Linked DNA regions of Mus musculus: region 2 is linked to region 1. The links are chromatin contacts, called in public Hi-C maps. All regions are on one chromosome and are shown on one strand. Each heading gives the region's core, a stretch centred on a gene start, on an enhancer-like site or on the middle of the called end of the contact. The rest is flanking DNA. Distances are from core to core; before and after follow the strand shown.

Region 1 (7,417 bases), core at 2,519-5,018:
ATACGTACATGCACATACACACACACACACACACACACACACACACACCTGTACATACACTCACACAAACCTGTACATACACACCTGTACACGCCTGTACACACAAACACACACACACACACACACCTGTACATGCACTCACACAAACCTGTACATACACACCTGTACACACACACACACATATACGTACATGCACACACACACACACACACCTGTACATGCACTCACACAAACCTGTACATACACACCTGTACACACACACACACACACACACACACACCTGTACATGCACTCACACAAACCCATACATACACACCTGTACACACACACAATAGGTGTGATTACACATGCCTGTAATCCCAGCACTAAGAAGAATACCGAGTTGTAGGCCATCATGAGTTACTAAATTAGACCCCTGACTCAAAAACAAAAACAAAAACCGAACAAACATAATCAGTGGAAGAGTTAGACACCCAAAACAATAATGTAAAATGTTAATGGGACAGGAGGGATGGCTCCGTGGTTAAGATCACTTGCTACTCTTGCATAGGATCAGGGTTTGGTTTGCAGAATGCAAATTGTAGATCACAACCATCCGTAACTCCAGTTCCAAGGATCTTCTGACCTCCGTGGGCACCAGGCATGCATGTGGTACACAGACACACATACAGACAAAACAGTCATATGTATAAAATAAATAAATCTTAAAAAAAAAAAAAAGGTTAACTGTCTCAGGGCTAGAGAGATGGTTCAATGGTTAGTAGCACCTGTTGCTCTCGCAGAGTCCCTGGTTCGATTCCCAGCACTTACGTTAACGGTTCATAACCATCTGTAACTACAGTCACGGGGTAGCTGATGCCCTCTTCTGACCTCTGCAGGCAGGAGGCACACACATGGTGCCCATATAGACACATAAGAAAAACACTCGTATGTATAAAATAATACTTTTAATTTAATGTTTCATGAATTATAGTACATATGTTAAAATAACACCTTCGTTATACTAAATTAAATATAACATATTTAGTTTCATTTACTACTTCTAATCTTTTTTTTAATGTGTTAACTAGCAGTGTTTAAACTACATACATGACCTACTCTGGGGTCATCTGAGCCTCGCTGGCCCAGAAGCAGCTTCGTGCGGCTTCAACAGGATGGAAGGCAGGGAGGTGGATGGGAGCAGGAAGGGAGGTCAGGTCTTTGGCCCACTTTTAATTGGGTTGCCTGTCCTCTGTTGGGTTTTAAAACTCCTTGTTTTGGATACAGGTCCTTTGTCACTGTGTTTTGTCAACATTCTTTCCCAGCCTGGAGTTTGTCTTTTTCTATCTCTTAATCTAAAGGTTTGGGACACAAGGTGACTAGGGACAACTGTCTGCTGTAGTTCCCCAGACAGCCTGGTGAGTTTGTTGGGTCCCTCAAGATCACTTTATGGATCAGTAAAATGGGTAAGAGAGTCACAGGCTGGGGGTGATACCTGCACATTACTCAGGAATATCCATACACATCACATGGTTACAGGTGCACAGAGGGAAGCTGACCCGTGACAGCTGCTCCATCAACTTCTTAAGAGCACCCATGTCCCAGCACCCAGGACACACCCTTTCTGCCATTTTCTTGAGACACTGATCAAATGGCAGGCAAAGGAACTTGGGGGTGTGGGACATTTAGGAAGTAGTAGGTAGACATCTTTGGTCATACAGATATGCAGTATATAGGGTCACAAAACACAGATACCGTGGCAGGAGGAGAGTCTATAACACACACACACACACACACACACACACACACACACACACGTGGGGGGGGGTTCTTTTGTCCCCTAAAAGATCAGATATAAGGCAAGGACTTCTTATAGCTCTGAAGCAGAGCCCTTGCCCAGCATATATAAGGTTCTGAGCTTACTTCCCAGCAACAAACAAAAGAAACAAGAGACGTAGGGAATTTCTCTAGACTCCAGCAGGGACTCACATCCTCTCCTTCTCTCTATCTGCACCACCGACCACGTACAGAGGTCAGAGGACAACCTCTGGCATCCATCCTGGCCTTCCATCTCTAAGAGTCTCTTGTTCTCAGCTGTACTCCAAAGCTAGCAGGGCTAGCCTGTGAGCTTCTGGTCTTCATCTCCCATCTCATGCCCAAAACACTGTGATCGATTACAGGCTACTGTGCCCAGTGAGTTCTGGCGATCTGAACTCAGGTCCTCACTTGTGTGCAGCAAGCACTTTACCCAGGGAGGCATCTCCCCAGCCCAGAACTCATGCTTCACTGTTCCCTGCTCACGTCCATGTGCTCTGTGCTCAGACTTCCAGAATATTCTCATCAAATCTGTCATGAGCACCACATCTGCGAAAGATGGCCGCCCTGGAGCTCAAAAAGATGAAAATAAAAAGACAATTCCCCTGCCATAAGCACTGGTTTAGCCAGAAAGCCTGTTGATTTTAAAACTTGTGTAAGCCGGGCGTGGTGGCGCACACCTTTAATCCCAGCACTCGGGAGGCAGAGGCAGGTGGATTTCTGAGTTCGAGGCCAGCCTGGTCTACAAAGTGAGTTCCAGGACAGCCAGGACTACACAGAGAAACGCTGTCTCAAAAACACCAAAAAAACAAAACAAAACAAAACAAAACTTGTATAATAGCTGGGCATGGTAGCACACGCCTTTAATCCCAGCACTCAGGAGACAGAGGCAGAGGCAGGTGGATCTCTGTGAGTTTGGGGCCAGCCTGGTCTACTAAGTGAGCCCAGGACAACCAGGGCTCTGTTACACAGAGAAACCCTATCACAACAAAACAAAACAAAAACAAAATAACAACAAAAACAAAAATATCATATAATAAGTTATTTGAGGTGGTAGGGACTGAAGCCTGACCCCATGGCTTAGTATCTGCCACTCTATCACTGAGCTATATCCCCAGCCCATTTTAAAATGTATCTGTGTAAGGGTATGTCATCTATGTTTAGTGGGGGTGGGGCTGGGAGGTAGAAGGTGCTTGTCCATTCAGACGCCTGTGGAGACCTGATACCCAGACACTCACCCTAGGATGTGTTCCTCAGTAGCTCCTACTATCTATCTATCTATCTATCTATCTTAGAGGCAAGGTCTCTCACTGAACCTGCCCAGCGCTTACAGTATTTGAAATAGGATCTTTCTAAGATGTCCAGCCTAGCCTTGAACTTACTAGTTAGAACTCCCTAGCCCAGATGAGCCTGACCCTTGTGAGCCTCCCACCTCAGGCTTCTGTGTAGCAGGGATGACAAAAGGCCGGCCTCACGGCCAAGCCTGGCTACTAGAACAAATTCTATTTACAAGAGAACAACCAACAACCAGCAAAATGCGAATCAGAACCACAGTGGGACACAGCATCACCCCTCCTAGGACAGCTACAGTCGAAAGTAATTTAGTAGCAAGTGCTGTCAAGGAAGTAGGAGGGGGCAAAAGATCACATGCACCGACAGTGGAGGCACATGCCTTTAACCCCAGCACTTGGGAGGCAAAGGCAGGCGGATTTCTGAGTTCAAGGCCAGCCTGGTCTACAGAGTGAGTTCCAGGACAGCCAGGGCTATACAGAGAAACCCTGTCTCGGAAAACAAAACAAAACAAAACAAAACAAAACAAAACAAACAAACAAAAAAGGTCACATGCTGGATGATTTCCTTATACGAAATGTCCAGTGGGCAGACACGTTAGAGACACTTGTCACCAACACTGGGAAGGAGAAATGACACCAGAGCTAAGGGACTCCAAAGGAGAAAGGATTCAAAATGTTCTAAAATTAGCTATGATTGTGTTTGCAGGACTCAGCCTGGTCTACAGAGCGATTCCAGGGTAGCCAGGGCTACACAGAGAAACCCTGTCTTAAAAACAAAAAACAAAACAAAAAAAAACACCCCACAAACAAAGTGTGATTCACTACCTGAACTGTACACTCGGCTGAGTGAATTCCGTGGCATGGGAACCAAATCTCAGTGAGGCAATGAAAATGAGGAAAAGGAGAGAACAGGAAGTTGGGGGGGGAGGTCTGGAGGGAGTAAGAGGGGTAATGGGGTAGTTATGACCAAAATGCATTGTATATATGTAAGAAAGGGGATCAATAGCAATCTATAAATTTCTCTAGCAACAGTAAAGTAGAGCCAGCAAGATCATATAAATTCATCATATAAATTCATCATATAAATTCATCATATAAATTCATCATATAAATTCAGCGGCTGCTAACTCTGCACACCTAAGTTTGATCCCCAGGACCTACGTGAAAATGAGAAGAGAAAAATAACTTTCCTAATTTGTTCTCAGATTTCCACATGCACACCTTAGCACCTACACATGCACACACCCACATATACACACCTACACACACACACACACACACATACCCCTACATATACACATATCTATATACACACATAAACACACACACACACCTACATACACACCTACACACACACACCTACACATACACACACCTACACATACACACACCTATACACACATATCCCTACATATACACACATCCACATACACACATATATACACCTACACACACACACCTACATACACACATATATACACCTACACACAACCTACATACACACATATATACTCCTACACACACACCTACATACACACCTACATACACACATATATACATCCACACACACATACACACACATATACATACATATACATACACATACATACATACACACACACACATGCTAAGTAAATGTAAAAAAAAAAAAAAATTCAGTGGTAGTTTAAGGGACAGAGAAGATGTTCAGTCCGAGCTGGAGGAATGGAGGAATGGGGGGGGGGGGGGGTTATGATCTAACGTCTGCATTTATTAAGCTTCCCCTGTGCACCAGTGAGGACACAGCCACACGGAACCACCCACTCCCGTCAGCTCTCCTTGGCAACTCTGCATGGCCCTGTCTTTGGAACCACATCCCCTCCCCCCCACCCACCTACCTACCCCACCCCCGTCAGAAAGTCGTTCAGGCCTTACTCTATGTGTACAGCATCTTTGCATACTGTCTAAGTTTCAGTTTTGTTGAGGGGGAGTTTCTATTCGCTCACAGATCCCGGCCACAGTCGCTCTGTGAGAGGAGGACCTGAGTGGCAGGAGCTGCAGACAGACAGTTGCACTGTCAGCTCGCTCCATCACACCTTCCCTTTCAGTGCTGGGGTGTGGCCCACCTTCAGAGAAGCCCTTTCCTTCCCAGACCAACCCTCATTGGGTTAACAACAAAAACTCCCCCCACAGGCCAGTGATGTGGCTCAGCAGGTAAAGCTGCCTGCCACCAAGCCTGAGGACCCGAGTTCGATCCCAGAGAGGGGGAGAAAACAAATTCCCCCAAGTCACCCTCTGACCTTTTCACACTTGCCATGGCAGATTTGCATATACACACACACCACACACACACACACACACACACACACACACACAAAACAAATAAAGATGTAATAAAAAAGAATCACATAAAACTAACCATCACGTATGTTCACATATGTACATACATGTACATAGTCATGCCAAAGCCAGAACTCAGGTGCTGTTCTTCAGGAACTACACACCTCGTTTCTCTCCCCTGGAGCTTACCTGATGAAGTTCCCAAGGGGAGATGCCTGGCGGGGAGCGGGATGGAGTGGGATTGCCTACATGCTTGGAAAGGATGCTGATCAGCAAGTCCCAGGAATCCATCTCTGCTCCCCTCCCCAGCGCATGGATAGCAAACATCGTGCCAAACCACCCAACTGTTTCACTTAGATGCTGAGGGCTGCACTTGGATCTTCATGCCTACCCCCACCCGGGACTTCCTGATTTCCCTCAAACCAGACCTCTCGCCCTGAGGAGACTGGAAAAGCATACTACTTCCCAGACCTGACATGTGGAGTGAAAGAAAGGCTGGGCTGGCCGCCTCAGCCACACAGGAAAAGGCTCCAAAGTTCCCCCATCCTCCATTCCATCTAGCTGGTGCTGAGGCAGCCTCCGCAGCCCTCCAGCCAAAAGCAGCCTGCTCAGTCCTGAGGTTTGGCTTGGCGGGCCTGGGCCAGAACAAACAGCCCGCAGGCGGGAAGAAAGCCTTGCCACACCTGACTGCAGCAAGCACAGTTTCTGCTGCTCCACTGCAGGCCTCTAAAGGCTGAAGCCTGCATCCTGGTGAGAGTGGATGATGGGGCGGGAGCGGGACAGAAGCTAGAGTCTCCTTAGGAAAACTGACCACATCATCCAAGCCCACCACACAGCTGTGTTTAGAAATCTATCCAGTGAAAACCACAGAGAATTTGCCTAAGTTTAGCTATTAAAAAAAAAAAAAAGTTCCCAGAAACAATATTTGATATAGGAAAACATGGGATAACATAAAAACCCAAAAAGCAGACACCCGTTGAAGAAACAAACCTTAAACACGGGACTAATTTCAAACAACATGGGAGGAAGACTGATGTAGGGCAGATTCAAACTACCAAAAACTGGAAAGCCAGGTCTAGCAAATGCATTAGTCGAGAGAATTATGTTTAAAGTGTCAGGGAGCTGGGAGAGGCCTCAGCAAATAGAGTTCTTGCCACGGAATCATCTGAAGGATCTGAATTCAGTTATCATCAGATAAGGGTGGGGTGGGGTGGGGTGGGGTTGGGTTGGTGAACGGCCTCTGCCAGGGACAGGGAGACTGGAGGAGCCCTGCTGCTCACAGGCAGCCAGCCTCACTGAATCAGCCAGGTTCAGTGAGAGACTCTGCCTCAAGAAACACAGTAGAAAGTAACTGGGTGGGGGGAGTTGCTGAGGAAATGGCTCAGTGGTTAAGTGCACTGACTGTTCTTCGGAAGGTCCTGAGTTCAAATCCCAGCAACCACATGGTAGCTCACAACCATCCGTAACGAGATCTGATGACCTCTTTTGGGGTGTCTGAAGACAGCTACAGTGTACTTACATATAATAAATAAATAAATCTTAAAAAAAAAGAAAGTAAGGAACTCACCCCCCCCCCAAGTCCAATAAATAAATAAACCCATTCCTCTGACTCCATGCACACGCGCACACACACACACACACACACACACACACACGAACATAAAAAGATTTACTACTAAAGCCTCTAATATGTACATTAAAAATATCCCCAGACACAGAACAAAATGCAAATTGTTTGAGGGCTACATATTACAGGGTTTTTTGTTTTTGTTTTTGTTTTGTTTTGTTTTTCATAGACAAAATACGTGTTTGTTGTCTATTAAAGTTTCCTTTGGATGAGACGGGATGTTACTATGTAGCACTGGCTGACCTGGGACTATGTAGACTAAGCTGGCCTTAAACTTGCCTTGATCTTCCTGCCTCTGCTTCCCAAGGGCTCGGATTACACTACTATGCAGATGGTCACTACTGAATCACCATACGGCTTTTTAGAGGATATGTGCAAGAAAGAC
Region 2 (7,417 bases), core at 2,550-5,049, 460 kb after region 1:
TTCCCCTGGGGCTTGGAGGGGTACCAGGAAAGAGATGACACCAGGCAGGTATGAGGATCTCAGGCCTTCTGCCAAAGGTCTGCTGAGAGAACAAAGATTGCACAAGAGAGCCACTGGGGCTTTGCTAAGTGCCCCCTAAGACCCCCAATCTCCTCCTCCAGCGTGGTCCTAATGATTCCTTCCACCCCCTTCTCCAAGAGTCTTGCTTGAAATAGGAAGAAGCCAAAGGATGGGAAAATGCACACCACACTGGGGCTTTAATCCCCGTGACAACTGGCAGACGTATCTGTGCTCCGTGAGCCATACGTGTCCCAGGATAGATGTGAATGTGGCCCAACATAAACTTGCAAACTTACTTAAAACATTATGAGATTTATTTATGGGAGCTCAGTTGCTCTGTTCTTGCGTTGAACTCTGTAGATGGCATCATGTCCCCTTGCCCTAAGTTTGGATGCACCTGCTTGGCTTTTGTCTCCCTCTGCTCCTGTTGAAGCTACTCAGGGAAGTCTATCCCCTTTTAACTGGTAAAATCTGGACCAGTGCACTGGGTTTTTGCTCATTCTTAGATTAACAGACTTCTTTTCTCCCTGAGATCAGATGATCTGGGCCTCTCCCAGTAAGAGGGTGGATGCAAAGGGAGCAAGCAGGTCAGGATTTCGCCCTTGGTGGACATGTTTGAAATTGCCTCTGGTAGTAGTGTCTGTGGGCTCCTGAGACCATCTGCTGGGCCCCTCAGACCTGCATCTGTAGGATGATGAGGACTGAACCTCTCCTTCAGCTGGCTGCACGTACGCAGCCTCTTCCTATCCCTGTCTGACCCTGCTCCCTCACCATCCCTCTCCTGAAGACCTACACCATGTCCATAGATAGTTCTTACCTACACTTGGTCCACTGTATTTCCCAGAAGCAGACAGACATCCATTCGCTCATTCCTGCCCTCTCTATTCCCCACCTCCACCACCCTCCATCCCAGGCTGATCCCACAGGGCATGAGTAAGGAACCCGCCTATGGAGTTCTTAAGCCTCAAAGATCCTTCTCAGCCTTTGAAGGATAGCCCTGTTCCACTTTTGCCTCGCATACCATACCCAACCCCAAGCCTGCTATGACTCCATGTTGTATACCTTCCCCTGTGTGCTCCCAGAGTCTTGCCTCAGGCCTGGTATATAGTAGGACTTGTAAGTGCACAGAGCCTGAGAGATTCCAGGACTGCAGTCAAGGCTGTCTGTCAGGCAGGCACACCTAGGGAGAGCAGTCTCCCCTGTGTCACGGAATTTGTGACAACACCATTGACTCTTACCCCTTTGCGTTGCAGGCACCTTCCTGGTCACCGTACATGTGCGGAACGCTTTCTCAGAACTGAGCTTGGACATCGGGAACATCACGGTCACAGGCAAGGTGTTTGTACTCTCAGGAGTCTAGGATACTGAGCCTGTCTGGGGTCTAACGAGGAGCCCTTCAAATGGGGCTGTGAACACGGAGCCCAGTCCATAGTCACAGACTCCTCTGGGTGCTCTGAAGACACAGTCGCAGAGAGTATCATTAAAGTTCTGCACTGAACATGCTCAGATGTTCTTCCCGCCATGAATCCCTGAACCGCACAGCACAGTGCTCATGCCATAGTTCACATTATCTTAGACATTATACCATCTGGAGTATAGGAGGTGGGCTGAGGGTGTGGCTCGGTGATAGAGTCCTTCCTTAGCACACAGAATCCCTGGACTCTACCCCCGTGCTGCAAAAACAGTAACAAAAATGCAGAAGAGGAGGTCTGGGGGATGCCTCTGCGGGACAAGAGCTTGCTGTGCAGGTGTGAGCACCTGAGGTCACAGGTGCTAGCAAGGTCAAGCAGGGCAGCTGCATATCTGTCACCCACAGAACCTTGTTTTTTTGTGTCTCTATCGCCTGAATGGCTGACATCTTGGGATATCTTCAACATGATCTCTTTGGTTTTCATATTTGTTTATGTGTTTGAGAAGGGTCTTATTGTGTTGTCTAGACTTGTCACAAATCTAGGCTCACCCGCTCCTCCTGCTCTCCCAACCACTCCCCCTCCATAGTTGTGACCTTGGGTACCCGCCATGATGCTCACGTGAGTCTGCCTTTATGCTTTATAATGTCTTTCACCAAAGCTTAATTCTTGTTCTCATTATGTTCACAGCCTCTTCCAGTCTCCAAGAACTGTCGGGAATAAATGCTGAAGCAAAGAGCGTGAGCATCTTTAAAACATTTAACTTCACAAGGAAACAATATCCAAGTGCTCTCCTTGATGTTTTGAGTTTAGGGCGCTGCCAGGGTCCCCAAGCTTTCTTCCCTTTGGCAAGAGCCCAAAAGCATGTTCTCTAACCACCACAGGGTTAGGCTGTAAAGCAATAAGACCCTGTATTGTGTGTGAGTAGGCCTTAGGAAATAAGTAATACACTTCTGTAAAAAAAAAATTAATAGGCAAAACAAGAAATCATAGGAGAGTCGGGCAGTGGTGGCGCACGCCTTTAATCCCAGCACTCAGAGGCAGAGGCAGGCGGATTTCTGAGTTCGAGGCCAGCCTGGTCTACAAAGTGAGTTCCAAGACAGCCAGGGCTATACAGAGAAACCCTCTCTCAAAAAACCAAAAATAAAAAATAAATTTTTTTTTAAAAATTAAAAAAAAAAGAAACCATAGGAGAAATTAGAAGATATTTCTAACTAAAATTATAAGGGCAATACAACTGATACACTTCTGTGGGCTGCAGCTAATGCAGTGCTCAGAGGGAAATTCATAGCTGTTAGCGCTAATTTGGGGAAACAGGCTCAGGTTCTTTGGTGTTTACGCCAGGGTCTTCAGTTCCCTTTCCAAATCATTGTGCAGGTGTGTGCTGATAACAAAGACCTACTGTGCACCTGCCATGTTCAAGAATTAATGTTTAAGGGCTGAGGTGTTAATGTTGAAAAAACAGTTGTGCTCTCTGCCTTCACAAAGCTTAGAGATAAACAGATGAAAGGAAAGAACTGAGAGTTGCGTATCTGGTAGGACCCAGGTGGACCGATAGCAAGCATCGGAGTGTGCGCTCACAGGTGTGCTCAGAGGCATCATGAAGACTGAGAGGGTGGCTCAGTGGGTAGAGCTCTGGCTATGCAGTGTAAACTGAGTGTGATAGCGAGTGCCTGTCATCAATCCCGACGTCCCGACAAGATAGGAAGTGGAGGCCTGAGAATTCACAGGAGCACACAGGCCAGTTAGCCAGGCATATCCAGTGGAGAATAAGAGACTGTGGGGGGCGGGGGGAGGGGGGCTGGAGAAATGACTCAGCAGTTAAGAGCACTGACTGCTCTTCTAGGGGTCCTGAGTTCAATTCCCAGCAACCACATGGTGGCTCACAACCATCTGTACTGGGATCTGATGCCCTCTTCTGGTGTGCCTGAAGGGTGCAACAGTGTATTCACATATATAAAATAAAATAAAATCTTTAAAAAAAAAGGGGGGGGACCGTGTGGTATAAGAGCCATGGAAAGCAAGCACTGACACCTGGGGTGTCCCCTGACCTCCACAAGCTCCTGGTACACACACAAGCCATCAGAGGTTGAGTCCCCCTGTAGCCTTGTGTAAGTCTGGGTCAAGGCTTGAGCAAGAAGACCCATAGCTAACTGGTCCTATCAGTAATTTCTTCCAGAATTCACCTCGGGGGCTGCTGATTCTTCTTCGAGAGCAGACAAGCTCTCCACGGTTGCCCAGCCGGCTCTGTCACCTCTTCCCTCTGGTGCTTCTGGGAGCCAGACCCACAGGGAAGCTTCCCTGTCTCCATGGCAACCGTGGGTGTTAGATGCTGACAAAGCCTCAGAGGGACAGGCACCCAGAGACTCAGAACGTGGCTGGAGGACACAGGCTCATGATCCACTCTGAGACTCGGCTGGCCCCGAGCCTTTTATATTCATTTCAGCTTTCCTTTCCTCATGTGTGCATGTTCCTTAAGAGCCCTGGTCTTGTTCTGTAAGCAGGGTTTCTCATTATCCTGGTGCTCACCACATAGTCTAGTCTGGCTCACCAGGGAGCTCAGATATTCACTATCTAATCTTTCCAAGGCTGGGATTGCAGCATGCATCACCACCCTCGGTGATGTCACATCATTGTGCCTGCAAAGCAAAGACATCACTAATCGAGCCACCTCTCTCCGCATCCCTCGAGGCCTGTATTCTTTCTTTCTTTCTTTTTTTTTTTTTTGGTTTTGGTTTTTTCGAGACAGGGTTTCTCTGTATAGCCCTGGCTGTCCTGGAACTCACTTTGTAGACCAGGCTGACCTCGAACTCAGAAATCTGCCTGCCTCTGCCTCCTGAGTGCTGGGATTAAAGGTGTGTGCCACCACGCCCGGCTGAGGCCTGTATTCTTAACTGATTGCCTCTGCCTTCCACATTCTCCCGCTGCCTCTAATTGGATCCCCTCGAAGGAAGCACAGGTGGCACTCTGAGTGCTAAGTGTTCCTTAATGTCCTTTAAGGATAGCAGTTGGGTCTCTGTTACCATGTCCCCCATCATCGGCACAGGGCCTGGTTCAGAATGGTCTCTATCCATGCAGGCAAACACACTGTGAGACCTAAGCCTACACTGGAGATAAAGCTATGTACCCAGTGAGTCTCAGGAAGGGACACCATGCCTCCCAAGGGAAACCTGAGAGCAGATTGCCATCCAGAACTTTCTCTGATCTTAGCTTTACCCTGTGGCCGCTGTCAGCACGCACTGCTCTGGGGTGCGGGGTAGGCTGGCGGTGGAACTCTACAGTGACGCTTACGTGTGGAGTGCATTCTATGGTGAAGCTGTTCTATCACTGAGGGGTCCCATCCTCTACAGGGACACAAACAGGACATGAAGGTATTCACCGAGCCTGAACTGTACGTGGACCCTTTCACAGAAGTCACACTGGGCTGGCCGGATGATGACCCGGGCTTGAACTTCCACTGGTCCTGCGGTAGGTGGCGTGACTCTCCTGCCCACCGGTTTCACGGATGAGAGAGCACCGTCAGGCTTGTCTGTTCTCTCTTCATCGGACACAACTCCAGCCTGACACTGTCTGCCTGTGTGTGCTGGAGTGTAAACCTCAGACATGTGTATAGAGGCAACAGCAAACCAAGGAGAGATGGTGTCCCTGAATGCGTGTGATAGGGGTATGGGGAGATATAACAAGCAGTAACAAAACCTAAACGCCAGCTTGCTTTGTTCATTGACACCATCCACTGGCAAATCCAGATAAGATCCGTGACCAGGTAGATAGTCCTCCTCTGAGAGGGTCATTCCCTCCTAACATACAACACCACACACACACACACACACACACACACACACACTCACTCACCAAAATAAAATAGGACAACTGGAGGCTGGGTGTGGTGGTTTATCCCTGTAACCCTGGCAATCAGGAGGCAGAGCAGGAAGACCAGGAGTTTGAGGCTAGTCTGGGCTGTGCTGCCAGACCTGGTCTCAATGAAACAAAACCATTAGGCCAGGCAGTGGAGGTACATGCCTTTAACCCCAGCACTAGGGAGGCAGAGGCAGGCAAATTTCTGAGTTTGAGGCCAGCCTGGTCTACAGAGTGAGTTCCAGGACAGCCAGGGCTACACAGAAAAACCCTGTGTTGAAAAACCATAATAATAATAATAATAATAATAATAATAATAACAAAAAACCAAAAACCAAACCAAAACAAAACAAAAGTCCAAAACCATTACCAGAAGTTTTGCTAAACCAGAAAGTCCACGGTGTATTAGGGTCAGGGATACTGTGCACAACTGTCTTCCCATCTTGCGCAGGACGTTGCTGGGCTCAGTGGAATGCCTGCGTGGGGAGGCAGCTGCTCCACACAGACCAGAGGTTGCTGGTGCTCCATACCTTCTGTCTGCCACCGCTCAACTCCGCTGTCACCCTGCATTTGGCTATCCTAAGGGGCCAAGAGCTGGAGAAAGAGACAGAACAGTGCCTCTACGTGTCTGCTCCCTTGAACCTTGGGCCTCAAATCAGGTGAGGCCGCACTTGGGTGTCGTACCATCAGCCGGCACCACTCGGAGGTGGGACTGGAAGAGTGGGTCAACCAGTCTCACCTGTGCTCCCACAGGGGTGGCAACCTGGGGATCCACAACAAATGGCCTGAAGGGACAGCAGAAGTCCATCTAGAGACTTCATCCAGGGAACTGGAAAGGCCCCATCCATAGGATGTGGAGCTCGACAGAGACCTGGAGGCGGGGCTTGGGAAGAGGAGGAGAAAGGGAGAGGCGGGGCCTTGCAGATCCACGCATAGTCAAGTCTTCCATCCAGGAGCTCCCTGAGCAGGAGGGGACATGCTCACAGCTTGCTTCAAAACATTCTGCTCTCAGAGAGTCGGCCTAGCATCTTATCGGAGTCATGGTGGAAGCTTGAGGTAGCTGGGCCTGTCAGCTGGGTCCCTGCTGGAAGCAGATGGCTCACAGTAGTCAGAAACTTATTACAGATGGACAAACATCCTCTCTCAGGGGTGAGTGAACAGAACTAACCCCAGTGACAGCGTGGAGCTGCTGGAGGGTGGGGCAAGCCATTGCTCCTAGGACTGCAGAGGTAAGGCAGGGGTGGCTAGAATCCCCTCTCAACTATAGCCTGAGAGAGACAGAAGCCATGGCATTGACTAGGGGGGCACTGACTCTGCCATGCTAACCTTTTGGTAAGAAATAAATGAATAACCTTGTGCTCTCCTCAGCCCACCATCTCTCCTCAAACCTCCTGGGCCCCTACCAATGCATTCCACTGGCTGGACCTAAACAGAAGCCCAGAGGGTGGGAGCTGAGACGTGGTCTCTGCAGGGAGAGCTAGAGAATGGCCTGGAAGGTCTGTAGAAACCCACCAGCATGCTTGCACTAGGGGAGACACTCATAAAAGAATTAGGAAGTTTGACCGACTCATGAAGTTAAGGCTGAGAGGACTCGGGAGGCATTTGACATGCAGCAAATGTTAAAGTGACCTGTCAGGGGCTCCAGAGAGGGATGGGACATCATATAGAAGGTTCAGGGGGCTGTGGCCAAAGAAGTGATCTTCAAGTTCAGTGAGAGACCTTGTCTCAAACAATACAATGAAGAATGAGAGAAGATATTCCATACCAACCTCTGATATACATGTGTGGGCACACATACACAGACACAGGCACACACACACATGCACAGGCATGTACACACACACACATGCACATGCACACACATGCATGCACACACACATGTACACACACACCTGTGTACACACACTTGCATGCATACACATGCACACACACACACACACATGTACACAAACACACACAGAGAGACACATGCACACCAAAGCAAAAACACAAGAGAAGGCCCAAGGTTTGGACCCTGATTCATGGTTCTGTCCACCCACTGAGGACTGGTGTCACCTGGGACCAATCCTGCAAGTCCTCTGAGCCTGGTGTGC

The links. A called contact is a pair of places that touch in the nucleus more often than the background predicts.
Region 2: a Hi-C map of bone marrow-derived macrophages shows a contact between it and region 1, with 20 read pairs. The contact joins two enhancer-like sites. A contact is called at or near these places in 1 of 484 Hi-C or Micro-C datasets (bone marrow-derived macrophages), 4 of 115 datasets of contacts at active chromatin or transcription factors (the 230-238 cell line, embryonic stem cells, pro-B cells and 1 more) and 2 of 9 other capture datasets (adipose tissue and embryonic stem cells).

Annotation. Positions count from the first base shown.
Region 1 is chr8:117,515,667-117,523,083 of GRCm38.p6, reverse strand. All of the region lies in intron 2 of Plcg2 (phospholipase C, gamma 2), which reads right to left. Among named protein-coding and RNA genes, the nearest start is that of Plcg2, 21 kb to the right of the region's middle. Within about 2 kb of position 3,768, at least 13 of the 459 cell types and tissues checked have an H3K27ac peak or open chromatin away from gene starts, as enhancers often do. A contact at or near this core is called in bone marrow-derived macrophages, where this site is marked.
Region 2 is chr8:117,058,028-117,065,444 of GRCm38.p6, reverse strand. Pkd1l2 (polycystic kidney disease 1 like 2) reads left to right here. Exons shown (of 43, transcript NM_029686.4): 8 at 1,314-1,391; 9 at 2,160-2,209; 10 at 4,820-4,937; 11 at 5,776-5,983. Among named protein-coding and RNA genes, the nearest start is that of Pkd1l2, 21 kb to the left of the region's middle. Within about 2 kb of position 3,799, at least 26 of the 459 cell types and tissues checked have an H3K27ac peak or open chromatin away from gene starts, as enhancers often do. A contact at or near this core is called in bone marrow-derived macrophages, where this site is marked.